2 separate regions of the Triticum aestivum genome follow, and region 2 is linked to region 1. The links are chromatin contacts, called in public Hi-C maps. All regions are on one chromosome and are shown on one strand. The core of a region is the stretch at or near the end of the contact, and the rest is flanking DNA. Distances in the headings are between cores, read along the strand shown.

Region 1 (4,314 bases), core at 1,582-4,081:
CTCTCCCTCTCTCCCTCTCTCACCCTGAACAAAATAGTTTTGTTCTGTCGAAAGGCTGCCTATTCTCTAGTAGCGATTAGTTCTGGATGCGAAGCGCTGCTGGATCGGTGACACCGTATGTGTGCAACCCGGTAGAGAGATCGTATGTTTGGTCTTCTATTCGAGGGACTATTTGGTGGACTGTTAGAGGGAGAAAATTCTCGCGGTTGTAAGGTTGTAAATCCTAGCTACGAATATATGCACCAACAATCTCGCCAACTCTTCTTTCGCTGTGCTACGAGTTGGCAACGATAAGATCTAACATCATAGTGGTCCAGGGCTGGTGCGTAGGACGATCTTTTTTTGTTTTCTGTTGCGTTACCCTACATTGTGTTTTTATTCTCTCCTCATACCCATCACTTAGTAAGGTCGAGAGACTTGTCTATATGAGGAGGTCAAACTCCACCTCAAGTAGTGGGGTGTGACTAAAGATATCACCTCCACCTTTGCCATACATGGGCTTTTGGGACTTAATAGGAATTCGTAAATGGGCCAAGCCCAAAATTCTAACAAGAACTTACGAGGAGGGTAAATCTCATATCCGACATGAGTTGGTCGTACTGGATAGGAAGATTATAGTACCTTGTGTTGTGTCCTTCTTGAGAGCATTATTCTTAGAGTTGTATCCAGCTAGGAAGGGACCAATAGTATGTGCAGGGGCTGCCCTATTTTCCCTTGGTGGTTGTATGGTGACAACGACAATGTTGAGGACTCTCTAGATTGTTAGAAGTTTTTGTTTGTAGACATCCGACATGTTTGATGTTCTTCACCTATGATCTGTTGCTGCAAAGTTGGAGTTCGTTTGACACCACTTTGAAGCTTAGGTTGTTAGAGATTAAAAAGGCCCGTTTGTCTTGACCCACTTCGGCCTCATTTTCCACATCAAACTCCGCTTATGTGCCGATCATTGCTATGTGATTGAATATAGATGGTTTTCTGCTAAAAATGAAAGCCGGTGGTTTTTGAAACCTTAGCCAGAATTGTGGTGATATTTTTACAATTACTCTATACACTCTTAGAGTTTTTATTGTTAGCTTATCACTGTATGTCATATTTGTATGTAGGACAATACTTTCTGGTCAAGCACGCACGACAGAGCAATGGTGTCGGCTTTGATTCTTTAGTTTACACGTACTTTCTCCGTTCTGATTTAGACACCCTCATATTTTGTGTCAAACTTTAACCATCTATATAATCCACAACATATAATTTATATGAATATCATTAAATTTGTATGAGAAAGATGATCCCCACCATATAAGTTTTGTTACATACTCCCTCCGTTCTTGAAAGAGTGTACTTCCAACTTTGTTGGAAAGTCAAACTTTTTCTATGTTTGACCGTATTTATACATTAATAGACCAACATTTATGCCATCAAATCAGTAGCATTAGATTCATGATAAAATATATTTTCATTATATATCTATTTGATTTCACAAACATTGATATATTTTTGCATAAACTTGGTCAAACTTTGAGATAGTTTGACCCTCCAACAAAGTTGGAAGTACACTCTTTCAAGGACAGAGGGAGTATAGCTCATATAATATTACATGTTAATTTTATGATCAAAGTTTAACACTATATCCGAGAGTGTTCAATAAACCCGGGCAGAGGGTGTACACGATTAAGCAGGGTTGTTTCACATAGAAAATGGTTCACGCGCAACTAACTAAAAGAGATCAATCATTTGTTGCTTTCTAGACTTTCAACTCCTCAGATTTCAGATCTCCATAACTTTCTTTTTTTTTGCGGGGGAGATCTCCATAACTTTAGCTTTGCGTTAGATCCACATCTAGCCAAAATATCCTTGTCCCGGTGAAGTGGCAGAATACATACTCCAGCCCTCCGCTGTTTTCTGTAGGCATGTATACTAGATTCCCTTGTTCACTTTATTAATTCCTCCATCTCAACTAAAGGTGACATTAAGGCTTAAGCTACCACGATTTTTTTTATTGTACTTTTTGCGAGTGAAGCTACCTCGAAATCGACAGATTTATAGCTATATGGAGGTGACAGGTGACGAAGGGTGGCGTGCGTTTAGACTAGAAACCACATGCAAGCATATGCCAAACCAAGGTGGTGTGCGTTGGAAATCAGAACACATGCATCCTCCTTTCCTGCCTTGGTGCGTACGGCGGCGTCAGCCCCGCATATTCAAGTGCCGTGAAGAGCAGATCCACAGGTATATTATTTTGGTCTTCTGGCCATCCCACCAAGAGAGCGGACCAGTCAATACTACGTACACATGGAGCCGGAAAATGCTGGAGGATCCATAAATCAATGCCTTGTCTAAATAATTTGCGCCGTACAGAAAGGAACTACTCCACGTTGTACGAGTGGCAACAACCACCCACATGTCGACTGGGTTAATTAATTTTCAAAGTTAAGCTCACATGATTCTTCTTTTCTCTCTTCCACGTACAGTATTGTACACAAGGAAATCCGCAGAATCATGGCTGCGGTGGCTTGATTGACACCTTGACAGCCATGGCATGACTAGTTGAACAGCAGTGAAAGGTCCACGGCATGTGGGCCTATAACTTAGGGGCACGATCACTATCTCTTAGACGAGACAATGGATGATTGATAGTGCCAAGCTAGCTAGCTAGCTAAATTAGGCGCTGAAACTTTTAGGTATCAGCAACATCGCCCACAGTGCTTCATGTCATAGTCATCGTACACGCTGGCCTAAATTGCTAGTATGACCAGATGCACGGATTATGATCGAGCCGCTGGCGTGCCCTGCTACTAGTATTTGTGACCCCACATGGGCGTGTCGTGCCGGTAACTTTCTCTTTCCGTACCGGCTGGGAATCGTGGTCCAGATGATAGTACACTATTATACATACTGTACTGAATAATGGCTTGGTGATTCATGCGATAGAGGACAAAACTTGCTTTTGAGGTAATAGCACCCAGGTACCCTAACTTGCACACAATGTGATGTTTTAGTTCCAAAATTGCAAAACTAGACCAAACCATACCTCAACTTGCATCCAATGTGATGTTTTAGTCCCAGGCCAATCAGAGCTCGCCAATTGGCTGGGCCGGTCAGCGCTGCCAGTTTTGCACAAAACCCCCTGCCGTTTCCCTGATTCAACCCGCAGTCACCCACCACCTGAATTAAATCTGTCGGATTCCACTTCGCGTCCGTTCGAGAGGGTTCAGTTGGTCGCTGTCGGGGCGACACGGGCTGGCGGGGCGATGGTGACGTCAGCGACGGAGGCGTCGTCGCCGCCCTTCGCCGGGGGCGTGGAGACGCCGGCATCTACACATCTCGTCCGGCCGTTCGGAGCATTCCCTCCTGATTACCGTGAGCTCTCGACGCCCCTTCTCTGCTTTCTTTTCCTCCCTGTCCTCTCCTCTGCTTTGCTTCTCTGAGCTTGTCGCCCCGCCGTTTGCAGCTCGAATCGCGTCCAGTTGTGTTCGAATCAGGGTCGTGTAGTGGGAGTTTCTTGAGTAGGGTCATGTATGGCGAAGTGGAGCTAGGGTTTCGGTCGATGAATTTAGGTTTGGATTCAACACGATAGCTAGGGTTTATGGCGGACAAATTAGATGTTAATGCCTTTGTAGTTGGCTTTTCGTTGTGCTTTAGCCTGCACTCTACTCAAGCATCTGTTCGTGTTGTGAAATTTAACTCCTTTTTGATGTTGAAGATGTTATGTACAGAGTACAAACTTGGCTATTTTAGTTCACTGAATATATTCAGTTATCTGTAGTTCAGTTATCTGTAGTTAACTGAATATTTCAGTTATCTGTAGTTAACTGAATATTTTCAGTTACTGTAGTTATCAAAATTTTGTCAAGTACTGTAGTTAAGTTCATCTTTTTCAGCTTACTGTAGTTAACTGAAAGGTTCAGTTAACTGAACCTTAAGTTGTTGTTCAAGTATGTTGCAATTGACTAATTTATTCAGTTAACTTAATATTCAGTTAACTGATGCATCTTTGTTTTGAATATAGTATGTGATGCAGCAATTGGAGAAAGGGTGGACAGTCCATTTTTTACACTGGAACTTGAGCATGGTGGCATTTTCTGTGGCCCAATCACAAACCTGGAGTACTGGAACCCTTCTGTTGAGGTCCTAGACTTTGTTGACTCTGGCACTTTCTCTTATGCATTCCTTGAACAACACTTGGTTTGGTTGGGATATCCTGTGAGTGAGCACATCATTTACTTAAGCAAACCAAATAAACCAATCTCAGATGGTTTGTTCAGAATTAGCAGTGATGAGGATGTGCAACATATGATCAGAGCTAGTGCTGAGCAT
Region 2 (3,940 bases), core at 1,343-3,842, 260 kb before region 1:
TTCTTTCTAGTGCTTTCGTTTTCGTCATTACTGACCCTGTCCAGGTTTACTAGTCTCAATCCTATTTTGCGTCATATTTTCACTATGATTTTAATTAATAAAATATAAATTATATGTAGCAAAAATAATGCCATTGGATTACATTCAAATACGAATCCAACATTATAATTTTGTATAACATGAATTAACATTTATTAGTCCAATGTGTGGTCGAACTTTGACCAAAAATAAGATGGAGACTAATAAACCCTTTTTGTGAGAAAACTTTCAATCTATTCATCTCCAATCATGATAATACAGTGAACAACATAAATAATAAAAATTACATCCAGATTCATAGACCATCAAGTGACGAGTATATAAGAACTGAAGCGAGCCGAAGACGCGCCACCATTATCGTTCCTCCCTCGTTGGAGCCGGACAAAACTTGTTGTAATAGACAATCGGGAAGTCGTTGTGCTAAGGCGCCATAGGACCCGTGCACCATAACAGCAACCGTCACCAATGAAGCGTAGCGTAGATCAAAAGGATCCAACCTGAAGACACACGAACGTAGATGGAAGATAAACAGATCCGAGCAGATCCACTAAAGATAGAACCGCCGGAGACACATCACCACACGCCTACCGACGGTGCTAGACGCACCACCGGAATGAGGGCTAGGCAGGAAGAAGCTTATTCCATTTTCAAGAGTCACTGCCGTCTCGCCTTCCTAAGCAGGACACGAACCCTAACAAAAATCAAAGTCACATCTAAAAACGGAGCCCTCCCACCGGCAAGGATAGGGATCCACCGCACCTATATGGCCCTAAGGCCATCAAAGACGAGGCGGACCAGCGGCGGCGCCGGCAGGAGGCAGAGAAAACGTAAGTTTGGAAGAGAAGACGATGTTTGAGGGACTAATAAATCTTGACGGAGGTAAAAAATAGGCAGCGGTAGCTAAGCATGGATACTGACATAGAGCTCTCGCAACAATTTACGATACATATTGAGTGAGTTTTATTGTTGTTATATAGTCAAAAGGATTTTTCCAAGAGGTTAGACCTATTGCTAGAGATTTTTATAAGGCTACTTCAGTGCATTGGTGCTTACATGAGATGCTAAGCACATTAAAAAAATTAGCAACTAAAGCCTTCAATGCATAGGTGCTAAACTTGTGGTGCTAGGCATCCTTCACTTAATGGTTTTGCAACTAAAGTTCTTCATGCATTGGTGGGATTCTTTCATTCAAGTCTTTTGCCTAGGTTCTCGCGCTTAGCATTGTTTCTTCCTAGGGTCACCACACTTATCTCTCTCCTCTTAATTACCTTGCCACATCAGACTTTTGCCACTTTTTGCCTACATGAGAGCCTTAGCACCTGTACAAGGTGAAGCATTGGGAGGGGCCTAAAACTCCAGATCCTGTGAACCAAAGAGCCCATGATAGTTTAACATTATCCTAAATAAGTTAAATGTTTTTCGTGACAAAAGAGGTTAAATAATCTATACTATGTGTCCATAATAAACGAGGTAGATTAAATCATTAGTCAATCCTTCAATACTAAACCTGATGGGGCCAAGTATTCATCAATTGTTATTTTATCTTTCTACAAAAGAAAATGTTATTTTTATCTAAAAAAATGAATGCCAATATCTGGGGAACGTTCACTGGTCGCCTATCCCCAATGAACAGTCAAATCGCCATGCAATTTCAACTAAATTGCCAATTTTTCAAAAATCACGATGACTAATAGAGAAAAATGTCATGTACCAAAAAAATGACATCAATTTTCTTAAAACAATAGCCATCCTAGTGATCTGGATCCAATGGCCGTGGGGGCGTTCCCTGAGACCTTCTCCATTTAACATTCCCATAAAAGAATATTAATTTTGTTCTGACGGTTAGAACCATCCTAAAATCCATCTCAAAAAACCCCCTCCAATTACAACTAGTACTATGGAACTTAATAAATAAATAAATAAGTGATTATATTCTACTAATTTTCTCTCGGTTTTGCCTTCGGTTTGAATTTCCTTTCAGTGGATGGTTTACCCCATTTGTATTTTTTTTTTGGAAGTATTTTGTTTTCATGGTCACAACTTGAACCCCATGCACTCCATTTGGTAAGTTTGATGTTTGAAGGGTGGCATGCCCGTTTTGGTTAGGTTGAGCTTCTTTCAACATTAATTTCCATTTAGTAAATTTCAACCATTATCTAGAACAATTACTAGTATTACTATAGTACTAAGTTTGATTAGCGTGTTTTTTTTTTTGCGAAGAAGCGTGTTTTGATTTGGCTGTGTGTACATCATGCATGGGAAGGAAGTGATTGTTGCTCCCATGTTCCCATTTGCATAGGCCCCAGCTGCTCCCATCTCGCGGCACTGCTTGGTCGACTGAGCAGTGTCACCGATCCGCCCAACACGCAGGACCACACATCGCCCTCGCCCATCACTCTCATGGATTCTGGTCATTGGCGTCATGGGAGAGGAATGATCAGGCCTAGACCCCACGCCGGAACGGCGAAAAGGCAAACCCAACCCAGAGAGTACGACCAGCGGTGCGGCCCACCACCATTTCTCTTACTCAAAGCCGGTCCACGCGGGTACAGGTTGCTGCGACCGTCCACTGTTTGCCTGTTGGTGTGAACGGGATCGGACAGCCACCCCCCACCCCCACCCCCACCGCGCCGTCTGCCGTGCGAGAGCGAGTGAGACGGGTGGAAGAGGAAATTGCGCTGGACGGACCAGTTTTCTTTTTCCAGATGCGGACAGACCAGTTGCTGTAGAGTATGAATAGCTCTAAATGCAGACATCTTCAGCCCTGCCGAGAAGAAAATTACTACTACTGCTACGTCTTCCACCATCTGCTATGAGAGAAAAAAACTCAAAACAAGCCAGCTCAGCTCGAGGGCTCCTCTGCGCGCCAGCTCTGCTCAGCTCAGGGGGGCTCGTCTGCGTGCGAGTACTCCGTAGCGTAGTAATGCCAGCACGTGGCCGGTCGTTGGATCTTTTCTTTTTGGAAATGTTAACGCTCACATGTGTGGGCGTTTGCACATCGCCCACACGCCTCCATCACCATTTATTTTGCCACATATGAATAAATGACACCAGAAGAATATTTTTTGATTTTCGGCTTCAAAATGTTGTATCTCCTAAATAAAAAAGCAAACTAAAAATCCGTTTTTATCATTAAATTCGTCTCGACGAGATCTTCAAAACTAGACCCCATGTTGATATATTTCGACGATTTCTTTTTTTGCCAGAAGTTGCCACGATGTTTACACTGCAGTTGCCATAGGGCTTAAACTAAAGTTGCCATGTGGCAATTTTAGTTTGTACATCATGGCAATTTTAGTATTTTGATGATGGCAACTCCAATACTTTGACCATGAAAATTATTTTTTGTATGAACCATGGCAATTTTACGTGCATGTATCATGGCAATTTTAGTTTATGGTTCATGGCAAGTCTAGTTTCTTAATTCCCCGTTTTATAAATGTCAAAATTTACTTTTAAATGTAGAAGAAAATAGCCGAAACATATCATGGCAACTTCAGTGTAAACATCATGGCAATTCATATGCAATAGACATGGCAACTTTTAATCCAAAAAAAATTTCATCAAAACATATCAACATGGATCTAGTTTCGAAGATCTCATCGCGAGGGATTTAATGGTGAAAACGGATTTTCAATCGGATTTTTCGTTTAAGAGATAAAATATTTTAAAAACTGAAAATCCAAAAAGATTTCTGCATGCATGCATGCGATGACGTGGCAATCTGTTTACATTAGAGACGTGTGGTGCGTCTCCCTTCCTGCCACACGTGTGGCAGTTAGCGCGACCCTTTTGTTTAGGCCAACTCCATCGCGCGACCCTCAAACGTGTGTCCGTTTTGTCCGAATTCTGTCCGTTTGGATAGGGCAATGGGGTCGTGTCCGGACAGTTTTCGGGATGC

What was found. Hi-C and Micro-C count contacts between places; a contact is called where the count stands out from the background.
Region 2: a Hi-C map of leaf shows a contact between it and region 1, with 5 times the contacts expected there. The contact joins two enhancer-like sites. A contact is called at or near these places in 2 of 5 Hi-C or Micro-C datasets (both in leaf).

Annotation. Positions count from the first base shown.
Region 1 is chr2B:447,138,713-447,143,026 of IWGSC CS RefSeq v2.1, reverse strand. No RefSeq gene overlaps it. Among protein-coding and RNA genes, the nearest start is that of LOC123045362, 160 kb to the right of the region's middle. Within about 2 kb of position 2,831, at least 4 of the 8 cell types and tissues checked have an H3K27ac peak or open chromatin away from gene starts, as enhancers often do. A contact at or near this core is called in leaf, where this site is marked.
Region 2 is chr2B:447,401,548-447,405,487 of IWGSC CS RefSeq v2.1, reverse strand. No RefSeq gene overlaps it. Among protein-coding and RNA genes, the nearest start is that of LOC123045363, 58 kb to the left of the region's middle. Within about 2 kb of position 2,592, at least 7 of the 8 cell types and tissues checked have an H3K27ac peak or open chromatin away from gene starts, as enhancers often do. A contact at or near this core is called in leaf, where this site is marked.